Regions from separate parts of the Mus musculus genome. Here all the other regions are linked to region 3. The links are chromatin contacts, called in public HiCAR-type and promoter capture Hi-C maps. All regions are on one chromosome and are shown on one strand. Each heading gives the region's core, a stretch centred on a gene start, on an enhancer-like site or on the middle of the called end of the contact. The rest is flanking DNA. Distances are from core to core; before and after follow the strand shown.

Region 1 (3,245 bases), core at 523-3,022, 1.9 Mb after region 3:
ATGGCCTCTCCCTACGAATTTCACCCCTTCACCGTGGAACAGAAAAGTCAGGCTCAAGCTAGCCAAGAAAACAATAACAGAGGAACAAGAGTCACAGCACTGGAGTGGCCAAAGTCAAGTTCATCAAGAGGGCAAGAAAGACAAAGAATGATTTGTGGAGGATATTTGGTATTTGGTTAAAACCTATTCCCACTTTTGGGGAAGTGGAAATAAGAAATAGGCAAAATATGGGGCACTACTGCCATCTGGTGGCAGTATCAGACAATTCACTTCACTTACACTGTCATCATAAAATGAAATCTTGCCCCATGACGTTGTTTATAATTCAATCCACTGTAACCTTCAAACAAAACGAAAGAAAATTTTGTCACAACAACACCACGAGGTAATAAGATTCTCCCCACAAGTGGCTTTAGGACGATCAGCTGCCTGGCTAGACTCCCTCTTTACCCCATACATGGAAATGAGCTCAAAAGGTCTGGGAGACTTACAAGTGCTGATGGTAGACAGTCTCAAAGCTTTAAGGACAAGTATCTATGGTTTGTGTTAGTTAGTAGTTGCTGAGAAAAAGAAGAGTTGACAAAATAAACTCATCCACACAGGAACACCTTCATATTACAAGGTGTGGTGGTTTGAAGATGCTTGGCCCAGGGAGTGGCAGCCACTATTAGGCATGGCCTTGTTGGAGGAAGTGTAGGGGTGGGCTTTGAGACCCTCATCCTTGCTGCTTGGAAGACAATCTGATGCTTTCTAGGAGTGGTGGATCTGAAGGAGAAGGGAGGTGGGATGGAGGGACTGGGAGGAGAAGAGGAAGGGGAAACTATGGCTGAGATGTTATATATGAGAGAAGAGTAAGAAAAAAGGATATGAGAGTGGAAAGACAGAACTGTTGGGAGTGAGAAGTAAATAAAAGAAGGGGATGCTGGGAGAACATGATCAAAATATCTTACATTCATGTATGAAATGAATAAATTTAAAATATTGTAAAATAAAAGAAAGGATGAAGCTTCCTGTCCCGGCCGCCATCGGAGAGCAGCAGCCATGGCTCTGTGCTACCCCATGGCCGTGGGCCTCAACAAGGGCCACAAGGTGACAAAAAATGTCAGTAAGCCGAGACACAGCCGGCGACGTGGGCGCCCCACCATACACACCAAGTTCGTGCAGGACATGATCCGGGAGGTGTGCGGCTTCGCGCCCTACAAGCGGCGAGCCATGGAGTTGCTCAAAGTGTCCAAGGACAAGCGCGCACTCAAGTTCATCAAGAAGAGAGTGGGCACGCACATCCGCGCCAAGAGAAAGCGGGAGGAGCTGAGCAACGTGCTGGCAGCCATGAGGAAGTTGGCGGCCAAGAAGAATTGATGAGCCCTCCCCCAATAAAAGATGGTTCCTACAAAAAAAAAAAAAAAAAAAAGATGAAAAGGGGGAAAGCAGGGCTGAAGAGATGGCTCGGTGATTAAGAGTACTGATTGTTGTTCCAGAGGTCCTGAGTTCAATTCCCAGAAACCATAGGGTGGCTCACTACCATCTATAATCATTGCTGGTGAGAATATATATTAGTGCATTCAGAGTGGAAATCAAATCAACATGGATGTTCCTCAAAAAAAAAAAAAAAAATAGGGTGCTGGAAAGATACCCAAGGGTTAAGAGCATTAGCTGTCCTTCTACATGACCTAGGTTCAATTCCAGTCTGCATGTGAGAGACCAAATCGTTTGGGTTCAGACTCCATCTTAGAAAACCTAACCTAAGGTTGAACGTGAGTTATTAACCAACTGGCACCTAGCACCAGTTTCCAGGTTACCAGATTCCAACCCCACCCCCACCCCCTTCCACAAGACCTGTGCCTAGTACCAGTTTCCAAGTTATTCCCCAACAAATCTGTTTCTCCAGATTAAAAGCCTGCCCCTAACAAACACCTCACTTCTTAGCAACCACCAAACAGGAAGAAAACAGAAGTTAAGTTTATGATTTGGTTCCCAGTACCAGCCAATTATGTTAAAGGTTATAATGGCTCCCCAGTCAGATAGTCCCTTCTTGCTTCTATCATGCTTGCCTAAAACTAGGCTCAGGGCTCCACCTTCCTACTGTGCAAGGGATGCCTGGGAGCCCAAGCTCCAGCTTGAATAAGGAGACGCTAATGCAACTGCATTGGATTCAGCTCCTTGGTGATCTTTCGGGGGTTCACAAATGTTTCCTGGCATACATAACACATGATGTGAGAGAGCTATAGCGGAGCTTCAAGAGCATCATGCCCATGGCAGAGACACATGGGGATCTAGAGCTCAGAGAAACCAAGGAAAAAGACCAACTGTCATCAGCACACAGGAGGAGGGTGCCAAGCTCACCTGGATCTGCAGGTGAAAGTGGAGCTCAGCAGGGTGTCTGCCCAGAACCCTTCTAAAAGCCTGGATGTCAATCAAATGAGAAGGCATAGAAGGAGCTCTTGAAGCCCTGAGCAGGAGACCCAGTTATCAGATGTAAAGACACATGTAGTTTGAAGGCTGAAAATGGATTTGTGGGCTTAGGTAGAACATTCCCAGGCTGAAAAAAATCCCACATACCCAAGAGGCAAGTTACTGCTCTCAGAGTGGGCTTCGGGTGAGCCACCTGCCCCTCCAGACTCTGCAGTACTTCTCAGAGGCACAGATACATATCTCATAGAAGGCTAACAACAAAGCTGTACTTGGGCAGCTTTTTGGCATTTCCCATCACAAGTTCTCATTTTTAAATTATGTGCATGTATGACTTTAAGGGGGAAGAAAAGAGGGGGACACCATCTTCACACACTAGTTACATGATGTAACTGCTGTTGATCAACATTCTAACCCGGTGAAGTTCATGTTAGGCATGGCACAGGTTCCTCCAGTTTCTCAAACCATGCTAACAGATCCTCTTACTGTATCTGTGACAATTACAGATGTCACCTTATACAGCAAGACCCACTGCTTAAGCAGGCCAACCCAGCAAGGATCTGATAAATATTTAAACCCTTTCTAAGGTATAAGAGAACACAGAAAAGGGACTTCGTTGTTTTCCCTGCCTCAAACACTGCTGTGAAGAGAAGCTCCAACAGGGAAGTCCAGTTCTCTCTAGAAGATAGGCACAGCCTTGGTATGCCCTACATCCAGGCTGGCCTTTGGGCTGCTGCCTGGCTCCTGGGAGGTAGCAGTGCCTGAGAGTTCTCCAAGCACCTACCAGGTCATGGCCCACCCCATTGGCCATTTGGGTTTCTGAATCAAAGCCAATT
Region 2 (3,262 bases), core at 362-2,861, 2.0 Mb after region 3:
AATCATGGACCTCACAGGTTTCTTAGCTTTTTCAGAATCTTCAAATTTCTTCATGGTAGTGGGAGCACGGATCTTACTGCTCTCCTCTGCTTCACTAAAGAGAAAAGAGACTAGTTGGTCTTTCTACCCATACAAGAGGACAACTCTGACTTAAGAAAAAGATCCCACATATCAAAAGGACTATAAGAAACAAGCTACAAAATGTGACTGGTTTGAACCCATGTAAATATTGATGCGCCACCGACAGGCAGGCACTCTTAAATCATGAAAATTTTCCCTTTGAACGGAGGAAAGCCTCTCACCGAAGGAGCCGCAGGAAGTCATTTTGGAAATCAAATGTGCCATTCAATAGACTTAAAGCACTCTGTTGTTGGATCTCTGTGCGATACTTATCCCGGAACAGTCGGTGCACATCATCTATCAACTTGTCTACATAGGTCAGCGTGAGGATCTTCTGAAAGCCAACCTGTTTATGGAAGGAGACGGAGCCAATAGATCTCCTTACATGCCAGCCCAGAATGGAAGGAAGCCAACTCAACCCAAGCCTCCAGAGATAGGTTTCCTGCCCCGGGAGAGCCAAGCTTACAATCTTACCCAGAAGTCGCTTGCTTTCTCCCCTCCACATTCCTAACTTTTTTCTATCACTTTATCACATACACAATACCCACAATTAATTAGGTTCATCAGTGGGGATGCTGTTGAGAACATAACTTGTCTTTCTAACATACCCCCACTTACCACAAACACCAGCTCAAACTGGTTGTCCAGTTTATACTTGAGTGTGAGAGCCTCATGAGTGAAAGAGTTGTTACCGCCCCGTTCCTGGAAAAAGAGCGTTTCAGCAGTCAGGCTACATCCACAGCAAAACCAGACTTTGGACTACGTTTGGGAAATAACCAGATATAATCCTGCCCTCAACAAGGGAGTTCTGGGACATTTCTAGCACCCCGTGAGAAAAAAAGACAGACAGACAGACACCAGGTAAGGACAAGGGGTAAAGCTGGGACAGGAGACAGGACACGTGGGAGCCAGGAAGTAAACAGTCATATATAAACAATCAGATCTTCTAGCAGCTGTGAACCATCTACTGTTCCTGAAAGGTGTTCTCGCATCCACAGTTTCACCCAACGTCAAAACAGCAGAAAACCACGCTGCTCGGATGAGTGGAGAGGGAGTTCGAGTCCATTAGGACGCCAGAACGTGGCTAGAGCCCCGGAAACGGGAGGAGTGGGGGGCGTCGCAAAGTTTCGGGATACTGTGATCCAGGCAAGGAAGTCGATCCTGGGTGGCCGGTAACCGACCAGTTTGAGGAGATCAGAACGGAAAGTGCGGAGTGACTACTGGAAAGGGGACCACAGTCTGGGTCTGAGGGACGACAGCCCGGAGTTCTGCCCCGCGGGGGTGGTACCTGCAGCAGTACGGAACGAATCAACGCGTTGACGGGCCCGGTGCACGAGTCGCTCACGCCCTGGAAACACCAGAGCACAAGCCCGCCCTTCGAGAAGATGGTGAAGAAGTCAAGCATGACGGAAGCGGGAGAAGACTTGAGGCCGAGACCGGGGCCGGGAACTCGGGCCGCGTCCGCCGCCGCCGCTTCCTGCTGCGCCAAGCGCGGGACACGTCACACCAGCAGCCCCCGGAAACCGGTTCAGCCGCACTTCCGCTACGAGCCTCCGTGGTCCCGCCCCTTTCCCGCTCAGGGCGCGCGAGATGACGTAGACTCAAGCCTGACCAATAGCACACAGGGGCGGGACTCCAGAGGCGATAGCTCCCCTATAGCGTGGAGGGGTGGAGCCTGAAGAGCACTGCCGGCTAATCGGCGCGTTCGTGTCTATTCCCCGTGGCGCGGACCGATGACAGGAAGGACAGAGTCGGCTTGAGGGGAACCCACCTCAAGCTGAAAGAAGCCGGGCTCTAAGGCCATGTTTCGCAGAGCGCTGCGTCTTGGCTTGGGCCCGGGCCTCCCATACCGGGGGCTACGCACACGCAAAGGAGGCTTTACTCTGGGTAAAGCTGAGGGCAGCAGTGGTTCTGGGGAGCCCAAACCCTCCATAGATGTGACCTTCAAGGTTCGACCCCCTGCCTCGTGCGGGCGGGACAGCGAGTTAGCTGGGGGAAGGGGTAGGCTTGCCTACTAAAGGTCAAAGAGCCGAGGCAAGTGTATGGCTCTCAAGGAGGCACTTCCCAGTGGACAATGCCATATAAATGGAAGCTTGCTGGCGATGATGGATAAGGATAAGAAACCATTACAAAGGTGCCCGGCTTTAGAAGGCTGTGCAGTATGAAGTATACTAGGGACTCGTTCCCTGGGCCTGGCATATCTGAGAATGGGGTTCAGGAGGGAGAGAGATCTGCAAGAGCTAAATAATGTGAGTCACATCTCGCTTGATGGGGAAACAGAAAGTAATTTCAGGAAGTTGAATCTTCCAGTGTTAGAGATCCATGATATTGGGGCCTGGTGGGACAAAGACCAAACAACAAAGTTCTAACAATACTGCTGCATATGAGTTGATCTTATGAGAAAGGATGACATTGGAGGTGTGGCAATCCAAATGCCTATTTCAGCCCCCCTTTTCCTGTACCCATCCTCCAACCCCCAACCACGCAGAAAAGAACATAAGTCATCTAACTGTAACTATGTCCTGCAGACTGGGATGCAAAGGTGTCTGACTTTAAGAAGAAGGTTGATTCCATCCTGCCTGGAAAGAAATATGAAGTGCTGTATGACACCAGCCACCTGCCCCCAGAACAGGCGGATGTGGTCATCATAGGAGGTGGGATTCTTGGTCTGTCTGTGGCCTTTTGGCTGAAGAAGCTGGAGAGTAGAAGAGGTGCCATTCGGGTGCTGGTGGTGGAGCAGGACCACACGGTGAGGTCAGGGAGTAAGGGCAGTCATCTTATTGAGGACACAGACTGTGGCATTGAGGGCAGGGACTGTGCTTTGGACTTTGGAGCTTAAGAAATAGTTCCAGGCTCTTCCTCCCTCAACAAAGACCCGCAGCAATAACATTGTTTTGTTGGGGAAGGGGAAGAGACTTTGCTACTGTTGTTTAATCTCTTTGGAGATGGGGTTTCAATATATGGCTGAAGCTGGCCCTGAACTCAGCATTTTCCATTCTGTGCCTCCCAAGTGCTCCGATTACACGTGCTCCAGAACATTTACCCATACTTGCTCCTTGAAAAATGATTCCCCTTTGCATTTAAATGTATAACTGACAGCTTCCATTGCAGGATTCCATTATATATTACATCATGACAGTCT
Region 3 (2,936 bases), core at 225-2,724:
AGTAACCTAGAGTAGGAAAAAAACAATTTGTATAAATTTAAACACATTGTGTAGCAGTTGACAAAAGCAAGACAAGGTCAGGTGCTTTGTTGTTTGTTTTTCTCCCTGTGATGGAGACTGTGAGGTTCCTTATAAAGTTCTCCGGACCCTTTTGAATCTATATGTCTTGAATTCTTCCTCCACCTAAGGTTGGTTTGACAGCCCCTTTCACCCAATTTCCAGGGGAAAACAAACAAACAAAGAAACAAACATCCTGCACCCTGGGTTCATTGGATGAAAATCCTGCCCACCACCAGGCTGAGGATCTTTGGTTGTTTTTGGTTTTTGAGACAGGGTTTCTTTGTGTACCCTTGGCTGTCCTGGAACTAGATCAGGTTGGCCTCAAACTCAGAGAACTCTCAGCCTCTGTGATTAAAGGCATGGGCCACCTCTGCAAGACAAGCTGAGAATCTTAAGGGAGAAAACTAATACCTGTCTCAGAGGACAGTTTGCTGTCTGGGGCAGATGGAAATTACAGATAAGGCAGTGTGGTGTAAGGCTGCTGGTGGATGATACCTTGCCCGTACCCCAAATTTCAGGACCAAGTCCTTGAACGCAATAGAAATGGTAGGTTACTGGACAGGATTGCCTTTCTGGAGATATCTTTTTTTCCCGGGTAAAGCTTTGTACACTTGGCTAGCCTCGAACTCACAAAGATTTGACTGCCTGTGCCTCCAGCCTGCTGGGACTAAAGATTAACGCCACTACTACGCCCAGCTCTCTTTTTAACTTTTTTTTTTTTTAATTGCTTATTCCAAACCTTCAAAAATAGTTAGAATGGCCTGATGTGGTAGTACACATCTGTCATCCTAGCATTCAAAAGGCTGGGTGGGGCAAGAGGACCGACCATAAGTTTGAGGCCTGCCGGGGATATTGAGCAAGGCCTATCCCCAAAATCAACAAACTGGAGGAGTGAGAGCCTACACTTTTTTTTTTTTTCCTACTTTAGAAACTTCAGCCTCGTTTGGGTTTTAAAACATTAGGCTAATGCCTCCTAATCTTTGTTGGTTAATCACATGCACCTCTGGGCAAAATCAAATGTCACGACCCCTAAAGACCAGGTGACACCTGACTGACAGAAAGAGGGTGCTTCAGCGTCCTGCCCTTTTTACTGGGCAGGCAGCGATTCAGTCTGCAGGGTTCACCACACATCAGCTCCCAGCACCGCAGCTGGGAACACTGGGGACTGAGCAGTAATCCCAGGCCTGCGGCCAGGATGACCTTCGGTGGCCCGCGCGCCTCCCGCCCTCACCTTCCAGGCGTCTGGGGCCAGCCTCCGGTCCTCACCCGGCTCTCAGGTTCCTCACCAGGACTCACCCCTCGCTCTCTGTCCCCTTCATCCAGGCTTTGGTCTACTTTGGACGAATCACAAGTAGGGGCTCATTTAAGAAATTTAAGATGGACCAATCAAAGCCGCCCTTTCAGCACTTAAGGGCGTCCTCAATAGCTGACGTTGGCTGTGGCTCCAGGCAACGCAAAGCGTGGTGGGTGGGTGGTGTGTACGTCAGTCTCCTTTACGTCCTCCCATTGGTCTATATGTACTGTCCTCAGTTTCAATTGGATAGCAATGCTTGTCAATCACACCTTGGTAAGGATTAAACCCTTGGACAACAACGGGAAGACCGTTTAATAGCTTCTTGCTTTCGCGATTGAGATTGCTCCGACCGATCACAGAGAGCTGTTCCGCGGTCTAGACACCAATTCCTGCCCCGCTATCTATCTGATGACCAGTCCGCAGGAGCCTGGGATTGTGGGGACAATCAAATCGGCTTGGCATTTCAGGATCCCTAGAATCCCTCCTGAATTGAATGCAGATCACTAGTTAAAATAACAACACATTCTCCTTACTGGGCCTTATTTTATTGGTAGTTTTTCTTCCTTTAGGTTTTGACATGTACCGACAAGGCAAGGATCAATGAAACCAAGAGACAGACTTGGGAAGAGGCCCGAGGTCACATAAACCCTTTTCCCTTCTTGCCACCCTATACTGGCAGCTGGTCCACATGTGTGGAAGAGTGTTCTTCCCTAACTGCTACCCAGAATGTGTCAAGATTTTGTATGCAGGCTATAGGGTGTCTGATCAAAAGATCAGGCCAGTGAATGGAAACCGGTCAAAGTTTGCATCCTTCGTCGTGCAAGCGTGAAGGGAAAACAAAAGCAATATAAGATTTGTGAACTGCGGTCCTGGAAGCTGTGTCCTTAGACAAAATTGGGCCTGGATGTATTCTATCTGCCTGCTCGACTGCCTGCCTGTCTCTGTGTCTGTCTCTCCCTCTCTCCCTCTCTCCCTCTACTTCTTTCTCTCGTCCCGTCCCTTCTCTCCAGATTCTCACTATGTAACCCTGGCTGTCCTGGAACTCATTATGTCAACCAGGCTGGCCTCGAACTCACAGATGTGTCTGCCTCTGCCTTCCTAGTACTGGTATTGAAGGCATGAGTCACTAGCCTGGCTTTCAGTGCACTCTTTTTCTGAATTATGAATGAAGTGGAGGCTGATTCAGTTTTCTTGACTGTAGAGACCTATAGGTCCTTACCTCTTTAACGACTGAACGTTAGCTGCCTTATTGAGGAGCTATGCTATTGTTACTGTAACTATGTACTATTAGAAACTGAGAGGATACACAAGAAATAAAATGTTACTCTTGTCTTAATGAGTTTTACATAGTTTTGTAATGGCAGGTCAAGGACACAAGGTGTAGATCTAATTTATAGTTAGTTACTCCAGAGGATAGCACACATGAGAACACTTGGATGTTTAAACTTTTATTTCCTGTGTATGCATGTTCTGCCTACATGCTGCATGTGTACCACCTGCATGCACATATCCCTAAAGGTAAGAAGAGGTTGTGCCAGTTTCCATCCCTTTCCAGCAGTCTGTCTAACTATGAACCCATCTA
Region 4 (2,937 bases), core at 60-2,559, 1.6 Mb after region 3:
ATGGGCTTCCACTGTTCATATTTGAGCAATTTTGATGTAGTAGAGGCCCTCTAAACTAGTTACAGACTCTAAGCCCCGCCGATGGGATTTCCTAGCTGCTAGAAGTTCCAGGCACGACACGATATGCGTTGTCCTAAGTCCCATTTCATACACCAAGGCCTTCTTAAACACTTAAATACCAGGGCAGAAGGTAGCAGTTCAGCCTCCATCTGTTCATTCCTCTCTAGAACTCAAAGATGCCCAACTCAGAGTTTAACTCACCTTCCGGTCCTCAGTAGGCGGCCATGCGGCTAGCCGGAAGCTATGGCTTTCCGTCTTCAGTAAGCATGCGCGGCTTCACCAAGCGTGCGCCGACGGTTCTGGGAAATGTAGTTCGGAAGGCACGGTGTGGGCTTTTAGCCGAAGCCCACCGCATGCGCAGGTTTCTGATGCAGCTTCCTCTTTACCGCAAGCCAATACGAGAAATATAGTCTGGTCTAAAATGAGAAAAAAAGATTTTCAAATGCTGGCTATCCTATATGAAAACTAAGAGATTGAAGATCCTGTCCCAACATCGTTTAATTAACAGAAATTTAACCTTGAGAGTCGAAACATTTACTACTAGAATGTAAATGTAAGGGTTAAAGGGAAATGCTTTGACCTGAAAACACTGAAAGATTGCGACAGAACAGGGCCAAGGAATTCTGCTTCAGCACCACGGAGAGATCATGGCTCCAGTTTTGAGTTTCTGCTTTTGACAATTATAGAAATGTTGCCCCAAGTCTTAAAATTCCAGTCAGAAAACTGAAAATCCTGGTTCTTTGGTCCAAACTTAGCATAAGGTTGGACCAAAGAGCTACCCCAGAGCTGTGCAATACATGTCATAGATATAGATAGTGGTGGTCCAGATTGCTTTAAAAGGAGACCCCTCCTTAGAATAAAAATTAAAATATGCGTGTATGTGGGCACATCACAGGTATCCTGGACACATGTCCGCACTTGAGTTCTGTTTTCCTTCTGAACCTCTGGTCAAGCCCATCTCTCCCTCCACTGTGCAACCTCACACCTGGTGATGCCCAAGCGGGGCTGTCGGGAGAGATACCCGCACGAGAGCCTGCAGCGCGGTGTGTGTACCGCCTCCGTGCCCACTTTCTCTCTGCTGTGCGGATGGCCGGCTGGTCAAACGGAAAGCTCGCGGGTGTCCCGCACAGCTGCGCCCCGCACCTCTCTCCCTCCGCCCGCCCCGCGCCGGGCCCGCGCCTGCGCACTGCGCCGCGCCACGGGTGGTCGCGAGGCGGACGCCGGTCCCGGAGCCTGACCATTGGCCACTGAGCCGAGCCGGCGCTGCCCCGCGCGGGGGTGGCAGCACGTGCCAGGGGCGAGAGCGGAGACCGCAGCTATGGCGTCGTTACTTTGGGGAGGCGACGCCGGGGCGGCGGAGAGCGAGCGGCTGAACAGCCACGTAACTGCCGCTGAGCAGGGGAGGGCCCAGGGGCGGGGGCTAGAACAGGGACTCCCGAGGGAAGTCCCCTGGGAAGGGGAGCGCCCGGCCGGCGTTTAGAGCGGGGTGTCAAGTGATGGGGGGTGTCAAGTGATGGGGGGCTGGGCTGGAAAGGCCACAGAAAAGGAGACTCCCAGAAAGGACCGACCTTTGATTTGAAAGGGCAGAGACCCCCTCAGGAAATACAGAGAGAGTGCGCAGCTGCTAGTCCTATCTGTACTGAGTTTTCTCCTATCCTGGTTTTGACCATTTAGCAGGCTTCTCATCTTCATAGCCACCTTCCCCTTGTAGTTGTAAACCACCCATCACCCAGATGCTGCCCATATTCAAACTAAGAGCCCTTATAAAGAGAGACTATGGAAGCCCCCATTCTATTATATGAGAATTCATACAATTACACAGATTCTTATAATGAAATCATTAACCCTTAACATTGCAAAGGAAGCAGTTTGAGGTGGTCTTCCCTCCCCTTGCTGTAGGATAGCGCCATGCTTCTTGCTTGATGTCCTGCTTCCTAACCTTGGTTGAATTTTGTGCCTTTCAATAGTTTTCAAATCTCGTCCATCCCAGGAAGAACCTTCGTGGTATTAGGAGTACCACAGTCCCAAACATAGGTGAGTGTTGTTAGGCTAAAGCAAGACTGGCTTAATTAACACCTTTGCTTTCCCCATGTATCTGCCATGAAATAGCTTTGGCTTCCTTCCTCTCCACTGAAAATCCTCCACCTCCTCAGGCACATCGCTTTACTCTTGCAGGAGATGGCTCTGTTTGCATACACTGTAGCGTCTGTGAGACGTTCTGAGAATGCATTGTATGTTTCCACTCAACATTTTTCTTTATGCTTCTTATTTTCCCTTTTACCCTCATAGACGGCTCTCTTAACACGGAAGATGATGATGATGATGAAGACGATGTAGGTAGGAGACAAGCTCGACTGAATGTACCTATTAGCTCTGCTGCTTGGTTTACCATCGCTTTGACTGTGCTAAAAGGATTAATTTCCTTGGGAAAGCACTATCTTTGTTTTCTTTTTGAATGAATACTATGGGGGGGGAGTACTGAATTAGGAGGGGGGTGCATTCCTTTAGACTACGTTGAAATGAAAACTGCAAGGTGTAGATTAAGAATTTTCGGTTTGGCTAGGAAGATATTGCAATTAGATGTCGGTCTGCACGTGGTCAAGGGTTTGCACAACAGAGCATAAGAAACTGGGTCTTGGTAAAAGGAGGGAATCCTCGGTGCTGTGGCATTCCTTCTCGGACTTCCTTTTGTCAGGAAGATGAGAACAAGCTGCTGTTGGTTGATATGTACTGTTGCTCAGTAGGAGATAACAGTTAATTAGCTGTCATCCGGGAGGTTTGATGTCCTCTTGTGATTTTGCCTTTTTTTTTTTTTAGTGGATTTGGCAGCCAATTCACTCTTAAACAAGCTAATCCGTCAGTCCTTAATAGAATCCA

What was found. Promoter capture Hi-C pulls out the DNA fragments that hold promoters and counts their contacts. HiCAR-type assays count read pairs that join an accessible place to other places.
Region 1: a contact with region 3 is called in a HiCAR-type map of astrocytes, with 5 times the contacts expected there. The contact joins the promoter of 4933422A05Rik here to the promoter of Tmem218 in region 3. A contact is called at or near these places in 2 of 39 promoter capture datasets (liver and pre-B cells) and 1 of 115 datasets of contacts at active chromatin or transcription factors (astrocytes).
Region 2: a contact with region 3 is called in a promoter capture Hi-C map of pre-B cells, with 5 times the contacts expected there. The contact joins the promoter of Srpr here to the promoter of Tmem218 in region 3. A contact is called at or near these places in 4 of 39 promoter capture datasets (cranial neural crest, frontonasal cranial neural crest, liver and 1 more) and 1 of 9 other capture datasets (adipose tissue).
Region 4: a contact with region 3 is called in a promoter capture Hi-C map of neutrophils, with 5 times the contacts expected there. The contact joins the promoter of Ddx25 here to the promoter of Tmem218 in region 3. A contact is called at or near these places in 9 of 39 promoter capture datasets (the 3T3-L1 cell line, cranial neural crest, embryonic stem cells and 5 more), 2 of 484 Hi-C or Micro-C datasets (B cells and cardiomyocytes), 3 of 115 datasets of contacts at active chromatin or transcription factors (astrocytes, pro-B cells and stem cell-derived neural progenitor cells) and 1 of 9 other capture datasets (liver).

The regions. Positions count from the first base shown.
Region 1 is chr9:35,279,632-35,282,876 of GRCm38.p6, reverse strand. It overlaps 4933422A05Rik (RIKEN cDNA 4933422A05 gene), which reads right to left and starts at 1,772. Exons shown (of 5, transcript NR_040715.1): 1 at 1,671-1,772; 2 at 280-340. It also overlaps the pseudogene Gm5614.
Region 2 is chr9:35,209,552-35,212,813 of GRCm38.p6, reverse strand. It overlaps Srpr (signal recognition particle receptor ('docking protein')), which reads right to left and starts at 1,611. Exons shown (of 14, transcript NM_026130.1): 1 at 1,409-1,611; 2 at 739-822; 3 at 303-466; 4 at 1-94. The coding sequence starts at 1,525. Foxred1 (FAD-dependent oxidoreductase domain containing 1) reads left to right here and starts at 1,759. Exons shown (of 11, transcript NM_001291448.1): 1 at 1,759-2,007; 2 at 2,649-2,869. The coding sequence starts at 1,923.
Region 3 is chr9:37,206,761-37,209,696 of GRCm38.p6, reverse strand. It overlaps Tmem218 (transmembrane protein 218), which reads right to left and starts at 1,474. Exons shown (of 4, transcript NM_025464.3): 1 at 1,292-1,474.
Region 4 is chr9:35,556,842-35,559,778 of GRCm38.p6, reverse strand. It overlaps Ddx25 (DEAD box helicase 25), which reads left to right and starts at 1,309. Exons shown (of 12, transcript NM_013932.4): 1 at 1,309-1,441; 2 at 2,028-2,094; 3 at 2,350-2,397; 4 at 2,878-2,937. The coding sequence starts at 1,379. Pus3 (pseudouridine synthase 3) reads right to left here and starts at 1,219. Exons shown (of 5, transcript NM_023292.5): 1 at 1,046-1,219; 2 at 262-476.